Linked DNA regions of Mus musculus: region 1 is linked to region 2. A link is a contact called in public promoter capture Hi-C data. All regions are on one chromosome and are shown on one strand. Each heading gives the region's core, a stretch centred on a gene start, on an enhancer-like site or on the middle of the called end of the contact. The rest is flanking DNA. Distances are from core to core; before and after follow the strand shown. Region 1 holds the start of Dennd6b (DENN/MADD domain containing 6B). Region 2 holds the start of Chkb (choline kinase beta).

The links. Capture Hi-C pulls out chosen DNA fragments and counts their contacts.
Region 1: a promoter capture Hi-C map of liver shows a contact between it and region 2. The contact joins the promoter of Dennd6b here to the promoter of Chkb in region 2. A contact is called at or near these places in 14 of 39 promoter capture datasets (the 3T3-L1 cell line, the C10 cell line, the HPC-7 cell line and 8 more), 6 of 484 Hi-C or Micro-C datasets (CD4 T cells, CD8 T cells, embryonic stem cells and 3 more), 3 of 115 datasets of contacts at active chromatin or transcription factors (the SCID.adh cell line, double positive thymocytes and regulatory T cells) and 3 of 9 other capture datasets (adipose tissue, liver and pancreatic islet).

Annotation. Positions count from the first base shown.
Region 1 is chr15:89,193,330-89,197,802 of GRCm38.p6, reverse strand. Dennd6b (DENN/MADD domain containing 6B) reads left to right here and starts at 1,329. Exons shown (of 20, transcript NM_027081.3): 1 at 1,329-1,584. The coding sequence starts at 1,408.
Region 2 is chr15:89,428,628-89,433,046 of GRCm38.p6, reverse strand. It overlaps Chkb (choline kinase beta), which reads left to right and starts at 3,120. Exons shown (of 11, transcript NM_007692.6): 1 at 3,120-3,670; 2 at 3,890-3,998; 3 at 4,220-4,333. The coding sequence starts at 3,447. It overlaps Gm44502 (predicted readthrough transcript (NMD candidate), 44502), which reads left to right and starts at 3,120. Exons shown (of 27, transcript NR_004843.2): 1 at 3,120-3,670; 2 at 3,890-3,998; 3 at 4,220-4,419. C730034F03Rik (a long non-coding RNA gene) reads right to left here and starts at 3,032. Exons shown (of 4, transcript XR_875570.1): 1 at 2,948-3,032.

The DNA.
Region 1 (4,473 bases), core at 80-2,579, 230 kb after region 2:
CAAAAGATTACTAACACCTCCTCCCCGTTTTGCTGAGAAGGATGGGTGAGGTAGCTCTTTGGAATGCCTTAGATGGCAATCTTTAATAAAGTAAAAACAAAACTACTAGGGTTGCCCAAGAGATCTGGTGTATGCCCCTTTTCCCTGTAAGCCAGGGATTCTAATGGAAAATTGCAAGTTTATAGCAGGGAAGGGAGAAGGGCCTTAATTGTTATTTATGCTTGGGGCAGGTAGGCGAAGGCTCTCCTTCCCCCTTCTTAGGTTCCCCCAAATGTTCCTGTCTTTCTAGCCTGCCTCATTACCTCTTCATTCTAAATTCACTCTTCTATAATCCTTATCCTTAGAACTAGGCTCTGCAACTACCTTAATCCCAAAGGCAGCAGCATTCGTTGACCAGGCTGCCCCTCTTTGCTAGCCAAAGTAGGCACACTAGCCTGGAGTGGGACTAGGTCTGGGTGGACCCGCCAACTCAGGCAGAATGGCCTTCATTAAAGGCGGATGGGTGAAGGTGCCCAATGTAGTACAGACACGCGTGCCTGGCGCTCTCGGAGGTTGGAAGAGGGCGTCTAATCTCCTGGAAGTACAGTTACATTTGTGGGTGCTGGAAACAGAGCCCCCATTCTGCACGGAAGTGCAGCCCGTGTTTTTACTCGCTGAGCCATCTCTTAGCCCCAAACATTATTTTTCACGCTTTGTTTGTTTTGTTTGTCTTCATTTTCCCGTGACAGGGTTTCTGTGTGTCGCCCGAACTGTCTTGGACACTTGCTCTGTAGACCAGGCTTGCTTAGACTTCAGAGATTCGCCTGCCTTTGCCTCCAGAGTGCTGGAACTAAAGGCGTGCACCACCACAAACCACCCGTGGTTTTCACACTTTTAAAGCATTTTGAGGTTTGTCTTTAACTACCTTGGGCGATTGTCCAGCACAAAAGCTGTCCGCGACAAGCGATGACACACAAATAAACATTAGGCTCACAACCCTCGGCCGGGTTGGATACCCCTGGGGGGGGGGTGGTGCCCAACATAATTCTATGTTGCCCAGACACCCCTGGTAGACACCACTATACGCCCAGAGTCCCTCAATCCATACGCCAGGCAGAGATGACATCAGGAACCGCCCTTTCTCTTCTGCCAGATGCAGGGCCACACTAGCCACCTACTGGCCGACCCGGGTCACGCAATCTCCATTATCGGGAAGCGCCTCCATCTCTAGACCCTTCTAACCGGCTGGGGCCTTTCTCGCTGGTACGTTAGGCGACACTCTAGGGCGGACGCTCCTCTAGCGCCAGGGGGCGCGCGGCTGCTCCGGGGCCCTTCTGGCCTACGGCGGCAGCTCGACTGCTCCGAGGCGGCCCAGGTGAACCCCTGCGTTTCTCCGCAACGTGCCCGGGTACCGCTGGAGCTGCTACCATGGAGGTGCCGGTGGGTCCCGGGCCCCGGCAAGCTGGCGGAGGACTAGGCGCGACAAGATCCTCGTCCTCCGGCCGCGCGGCGCGGACCGCGGAGATGCCCTGGGCGCGCTTCTCTGCCTGGCTGGAGTGTGTGTGCGTGGTCACCTTCGATCTGGAGCTGGGCCAGGCGCTAGAGGTGAGCTGATGGGCTGGCTGACCCTCCAGAACTGTCTTAGTACCTCTCCTTCGGCGGCCTGAACCTCTCCAGAGGCCCCTCCTCTCCGGACGTCCCTCCTCTCCCGATGCCCCTCCCCCTCACGCTCCTCCCTTCTCTCGCCTGCACCCCTGCTTCTTTCCTCCCATTCCTCTAAGCCGCCGCGCGGTTTCTCTACCCGGGGCGCCCACCCTCCAGGAAGCAGGACTTTTCGCCTGTAGCCTTCCTGCTTGGTCTAGGGTCTTCTTAGGAGCCTCTCGGAATATTTTGCACCCTCAGGCTGACCTTTCCCCCACTTCCTTCGGCTAGTGACTAGCTTAGAGACCTCCTCTTTCCTATTGCCTGTCACCTCTCCAAGAGGAGCCTCTTCCTCAGAGCTCTAGAAACCCTTCCCAGGCCAAGGAAGGAAAGATCTGTAAAGCCTGACTGCCTGTCCATCAATGTATCCTACGCAGCATCTAACATGGACCTTTCTCCAAAGAGGCAAACATATCTCCAGCCCCTTGGTTGCTCAAGCCAGAGTCCTAGGGTTCCCCCCACCTTGCCCCCGCCACCGCCCCCAGGTCTCACACTGGGTCTGCTGCAGTCTTCAGTGTCACTGGTAGTTCGCTTCTGGCATTCCTCTTGTCTTTCAATTAGAATCAGATCCAGACCCTGTGAGGCCCTGCTTGGTTCCTGTGTCTTGAGCTCTTCTCAACCTTTGGCATCTGGTCACCAGCTGTGAGCAGCTGGGCAGGGTCTTAGGCTTTTGATGTGGTCTTTCTGTGGTCTGAAGGCCTCCATCCCCCTTACCCACCTACAAAGAAAGGCAGCTTCTCTTCTACTAGATAAGATGAAAATATCAGCCAGGCATAGTAGTGCGCGCAAACCCAGCATTTCGGGGACTGGGTGGGGGATGGGAGGTTGGTGAAGCAAGATGATTAGTTTGAAGCTAGTCTGGATTGATAGAGTCCCAAAGGAGCCTGAGCTATAGAATCAGACCTTGTTGAAAGAAAGAGAAAGGAAAGAATGAAAGAGAGGGGAGAGAGAGAACACATTGTGGCACATGTCTTTCTTTAATCTAGTACTCTGGAGGCAAAAGCAGGCTGATCTCTATGCTCAAGGCCAACCTGGAGCAGGCAAGCCAAGGCTACATAGTGAGACTTTGTCTTTTAAAAAAAAGGGAGGGGGCTGGTGAGATGGCTCAACGGGTAAGAGCACCCGACTGCTCTTCTGAAGGTCCTGAGTTCAAGTCCCAGCAACCACATGGTGGCTCACAACCATCCGTAAGATCTGACTCCCTCTTCTGGTGTGTCTGAAGACAGCTGCAGTGTACTTACATATAATAAATAAATAATTTTAAAAAAGGAAACAAAAACAACAAAAAGCAAAACCCACAAAACCACCAGGAAGATAGGAGGAGGAAGAAAGTGTTACAGGCTCAATGAAGCTTTTGACAGGTCCAGTTAAGGTAATGACTATGAGCCGGTGGTGGTGGCCCACGCCTTTAATCCCAGGACTTGGGAGGCAGAGGCAGGTGGATTTCTGAGTTCCAGGCCAGCCTGGTCTACAGAGTGAGTTCCAGGACAGCCAGGGCTATACAGAGAAACCCTGTCTTGAAAAAACAAAAAAAAAAAACCAAACAAAGCCTTGGTTAAAAAGCCCCACTTTCTGCACTGTAGATCCTTTCCTGTAGAGTTACAACAGAAGTTGAGAGACTTTTCCTTTAACCAAAGGGAAAAAAGAAAAAGAAAACCTGGTGTGGTGGCGCACACCTTTAGTCCCAACATTCAAGAGGCAGAGGCAGGCTTATCTCTGTGAGTTTGAAGCGAGCCTGATCTATATAGGAAGTTCCAGGACAGCCAGGACTATGTAAAGAGACCATGTCTCCAATAAAGAAACCTTCCCTCGCCCCCTCACCCCCCACCCCATGCATTCTCATTTCTTGTTCTCTAAAAGATAGCCATTTAGGAACTTAATTCTAAGCAAATCCCAAAGGCTTTTTTTGGAGAAAGGATGTAGAGTTGTTTTATACAGGGTATCATATAGCCCAGACTAATGTCATATTCATTTGTATTCAAGGATCCTGTTGTCTCTACCTTATAATTCTGGGATGACAGGCGTGTGCCACCACACCTGAGCCTATGGGGTGCTGGGGGTGGGACTTAGGGTTTTGTGCAGGTTAGGTAAATACTAGCTATGCCCCCAGGCTGGGTTTTTTTTTGTTTTGTTTTTTTGTTTTTTTGTTGTTTTTTCGAGACAGGGTTTCTTTATATAGCCCTGGCTGTCCTGGAACTCACTTTGAGGACCAGGCTGGCCTTGAACTCAGAAATCTGCCTCCCAAGTGCTAGGATCAAAGGCGTGCGCCACCACGCCCAGCTCAGATAATTATTTATTATTATACATAAGTATACTGTAGCTGTTTTAAGAACACACCAGAAGAGGGCGTCAGATCTAATTACGGGTGGTTGTGAGCCACCATGTGTTTGCTGGGATTTGAACTCAGGACCATCGGAAGAGCAGTCAGTGCTCTTACCTGCTGAGCCATCTCGCCAGCCCTTGGAATTCACTCTTTAGGCTAGGCTGGCTTTGAACTTGTAGCAGTGTTCTTCCATCTACCTTTCACATTCTGGGCATGCAGGCGTACATGATCACGCCTGGCTTGAAGGTAATCTTAAAGGCTATGGACTTGGACTCCTGAGCCTTTGCTGGACAGTGGGTGTTGTACTGCAGCTTGTTGAGTATTAGAGACCCACAGTCACGCCTGAAATGTCCCACGGTAGTGCCATGAGTCTTTCCCAATCTCTGACTGTATGGAGAAGCCCAGCAGTAAGTCTGTGGGGTGAGTCACGCATGTCACCCTCATCATGTTTGCCTCCTGACTTTCCTCCT
Region 2 (4,419 bases), core at 1,871-4,370:
AGTGTTATTCAGTGAGCTATGACTTTGTATACTGTACTCTGTGTGTGTGCTATTTTTGCTGCAATAAACTTTGTGTGTGATAGACTTCAAACTTTCTATCCTATAATTATTTACTTGATGGAAAAACTGAAGCAAGAACTAGCAGGCTATAAGACTATTTGCCCTCTCTTGCAGGTTTGCACAAAAGTCTCTGTTTTGCACATTTCTTGAAGATTCTCTTGTTTTTGTTTTTGTTTTTCTATCCTTTAAGACAAACTGATTAAAAGTACACTGTAAGAGAGAAGCCAACAGTAGGAGTGCCTACTCCTGACACAGAGATTTGTCAACTTTTCCCACTGCTCAGTTTGTTAACCTGAGAAATTTATACTGAGCCCCAGGTGTATATGTAATACAAATAAACATACAAATAAACATTTGGTGATAACTCATAAAATACTTAAAAACAATTCTTAGGAATATGAAAATATATATATATATATTCTTAGGCCTAATATGTGTGTGTGTGTGTTTACCATTTGTTAAGGTGGGAAAAACTGCTTCCGAATGAGGCACATGCTTATGTTTAAATAAAACATTAAATTCTGGCCAGACATTGGTGGCTCATACCTCTTAACCATAGAACTCAGGAAATAGAGGCATCTCAGACCTCTGAGTTCAAGACCACCCTGACCACTCTGTACAATGACTTCCAGGATAGCCATGGCGACACAGAGAAACCCTGTCTCCAAAAACCAAAAACCGAACAAAAACCCCAAAACATTAAATTCTGGCTGAATGTTGGATACCCTGGGGTACAGAACAGTAACAGTTTTTCAAATTTGATATTCTTACTTTATGATTTTCAGTGCTGAGAGTTTGGCTTTAAATATGAAGTACAAAATAGCAGAAATATGTTTGGAGCCATTCATCGAGACCCTTGGAACTCTTTATGTCCACGAGGCAGATAAAGTTGCTCATGCTTTCCTTTGCTGTCTTCCCAGTCCATTCCTGGAGGAAGGATGGCCAAGAACCTGGCCAGAGACAGGAGACCTACGTCACCGGGTCACCAACTGTTTCAACAGTACACCACAGTCTCAAATACTAGCCAAGTTGGTGTGGCCACATGAAGTACGCATGCTGTGTGCTCAAAACCAAGGCTACAATTCAGTTATCTAGTGGTCAGAAACATCTTGAATTCCTTTGTCTTGATTTATTTTACATTAATTTCTGGTTATTATTTGTTCAGAAACCTTTACTGTCGCCAAATCTTTCACCAATCCCTACATTCAGCCAACCTCACGGGGTCATGCATGTCCCACAGGCTAAGAAGCTGACCTCTAGTAAGTCACAAAGGACAAGCTATGCCAACCCAGGCCTGACTTCCTGATAGGAGTAGTTATGTTAAAAAAAAAAAAAAAAGGCTGGAAAGATATGGTCTGGTCAGTCAGATAGCAGAATCAAGGCCACTTTCACCTAGAACCTCGGCCCAGAAAACAGAGCTTAGAACTCTTTCCCAGGCTCAAAAGCTAGCCAAAATAAAAAATAAAAACACCACCTAACATTTCCAGGCTGGTCCAGAGTTTTAACATTGCAACATAAAACAATGTTACCACCTACAAAGTTCATTCTCCACAAAGTTCACGGTCCAAAGTATTAAGGAAGTTAAAATACCCACCTGCACGTTTATCTGTCTGTGTCCTGACCCTGTACTCCTCTGCTTCTCCAGTGCTGGGATTAAAGGGGAGATAGCCTACATCTTTAAGCCAGCTCCCACAGCCTGGAGCAGGGGATGCCTCTCTCCAGCTCTCAGTGGGCCATGTAGGAAAACTGCTCATGGTTTTGACAATTCTAAAAAATTTTGTTTTGAAGTCAATTTTCTCTCTCTCTTTTTTTTTTAGGAGATCGGTCTGGAAACACCTCAGCTGTCTGCTTCACAGATTGCTCTTAAGGCTGCTCTCTGATTGGCTCCTCTGCTGCCACCCCATTAATTCTCTTACCACCTTTCTTCTCTCACTATGTAGCCTGGCTGGCCTGGAACCCAGTATATAGACTAGACTGTCCTCAGATTCACAGGTAATTAACCACCGATTTCAGTTTCCTGAATGCTTCCCCCGCGTTCTTATACACACACACACACACACACACACACACACACACCCCGCACCCGCACAATGAACTCTCTTCCCTTTTTTTTTTTTTAAGATTTATTTATTATATGTAAGTACACTGTAGCTGTCTTCAGACGCACCAGAAGAGGGCGTCAGATCTCATTACGGGTGGTTGTGAGCCATCATGTGGTTGCTGGGATTTGAACTCAGGACCTTCGGAAGAACAGTCAGTGCTCTTAACCACTGAGCCATCTCGCCAGCCCCCACTCCCTAGGCTTTCTAAAAAAGAATTATTTATTTTTTATGTGTATGAGTACACTGTGGCTATTTTCAGACACACCAGAAGAGGGCATCGGATCCCATTACATACAGACTGTTGTGAGCCACCACATGGTTGGCGGGAATTGAACTCAGGACCTCTGGAAGAGGGATCAGTGCTCTTAACCGCTTAGCCACCTCTTCAGCCCCATCCCTAGACTTTAAAGGAAAGTCTTTTCTTAACTCTAAGGTCTCATGTTCAATTCTCCCTCCCCTACACCGAAACTCGTAGCTTTGAGGCCCTTTCATTCTAATAAACCTCATCCTTCAGATGAATTATGGATTGTGTAAGCTTCCTTTCTAAGCTGACCATTAACGTCTCCCTCTTCCCGATATTTAACAGGAGAGAGACACACTCTCTCGAGAAAGAAAAATACTTTAAGTTATTGTGTTGGGTCACATTAATGGCGCTCATGCGGTCTATGCAGCGCTGGACACGCCGGACTGATTCTTATTACGCCTTCCAGCATCACATATACACCTGCTGCCTTGTGGAAAGGGGAATCGTTAGAACCTACGTTTTCATTCTTCCATTCACTTACCCCAACTGTCACCACAGGCTCGGCTAATCTACTCCCTAGTAGAGTGTCTCACACAGCAGCTGTTATAAAGGAGCCGCAAACTACCATCGTCCATTCATTGGCCAGAGCCTGGCTCGTAAGCTTTGCGGAGCTACTGTCCAACCGCCCACGGCGCTCGGGATTGGCCTACGTCACTTCCTTGGTTCCGGACACAGTCCACGCAGTAACTTGTTTTTGCAGAGACTGATAGGCGGATCGGGCGTGGCCCGAGCGCGCCCCACTCAGGGAAAGCTGCCGTCCCTCTTTGCCTTTGAGCGCCGCAGCCCTGAGAATCGCATCTGGCTTGGAAACGGTCCCAGGACTGGAGCCACCAAGAAAGCCGAAGGCAGTCGCGAAGAGCCGAGGACGCCCAGAGACTCTGCGGCTTCCGGGAAGCGGAACCGAGCCTACCCGGAAGGAGCCAACCTCACCTGAGGCTCGCTGAGCACCGGCAGGCGTTAAACCTAACGGAGCCCACGTCATGGCGGCAGACGGGACAGGGGTAGTCGGAGGAGGGGCTGTCGGCGGCGGCCTGCCCAAGGACGGTTTGCAGGATGCTAAGTGCCCAGAGCCAATCCCCAATCGGCGGCGCGCTTCCTCGCTGTCCCGTGACGCGCAGCGCCGAGCCTATCAGTGGTGCCGGGAGTACCTGGGCGGGGCCTGGCGCCGAGCGCGGCCGGAGGAGCTGAGCGTTTGTCCCGTGAGGTCAGGGGTCAGCCCTGGGGACCCTGGGGACACTCCCAGTTCGGTCGCCGTCAGTGCTACGCGGGGGGGTGGGGGGTGGGGGCAGGTCTGCAGCCTGCTGTGCTGGGGGGCGGGGTCCCCCTTCGGGACTTGGGAGGTCCTCTCGGGAAGGGTGTCTAGAGTGGGTCCCACCAATCGGGGGGACGACCCTTGCTGAGCCTGACCTGTGTGGATCTGCAGCGGAGGCCTCAGCAACCTGCTCTTCCGATGCTCACTACCGAACCACGTACCCAGTGTGGGCGGGGAGCCCCGGGAGGTGCTGCTACGACTCTACGGGGCCATCCTGCAGGTGAGGGAAAAGAAGGATCGTAACTTGGGAGTTCGGACATCTGGAGCAAGTGGTGCAGAAAGTGGTGTCTTATTTGTGTAGCTGAATATGCTGAAGCTCAAGAATTCTCAGTCAGTAAGAGCAGAAGTCCAAGCTATTGTAGATGAAGCCGATTTGGGCCAGTACCCACGTACCTCTGGCTTTTTCTGACATGAGCCCCTTTGCCATACATCTTTTATCAGGGTGTAGACTCCTTGGTATTAGAAAGCGTGATGTTCGCCATTCTCGCAGAGCGGTCTCTAGGGCCCCAGCTTTACGGAGTGTTTCCAGAGGGCCGCTTGGAACAGTACCTCCCAGTAAGAGCCCAGTTTTTGTTGTTTTTACCCCAAGTCTTTACCCTTCCCAAAGTCTGCCTTCACATCCCAGGTAGGGAAATTTCCCT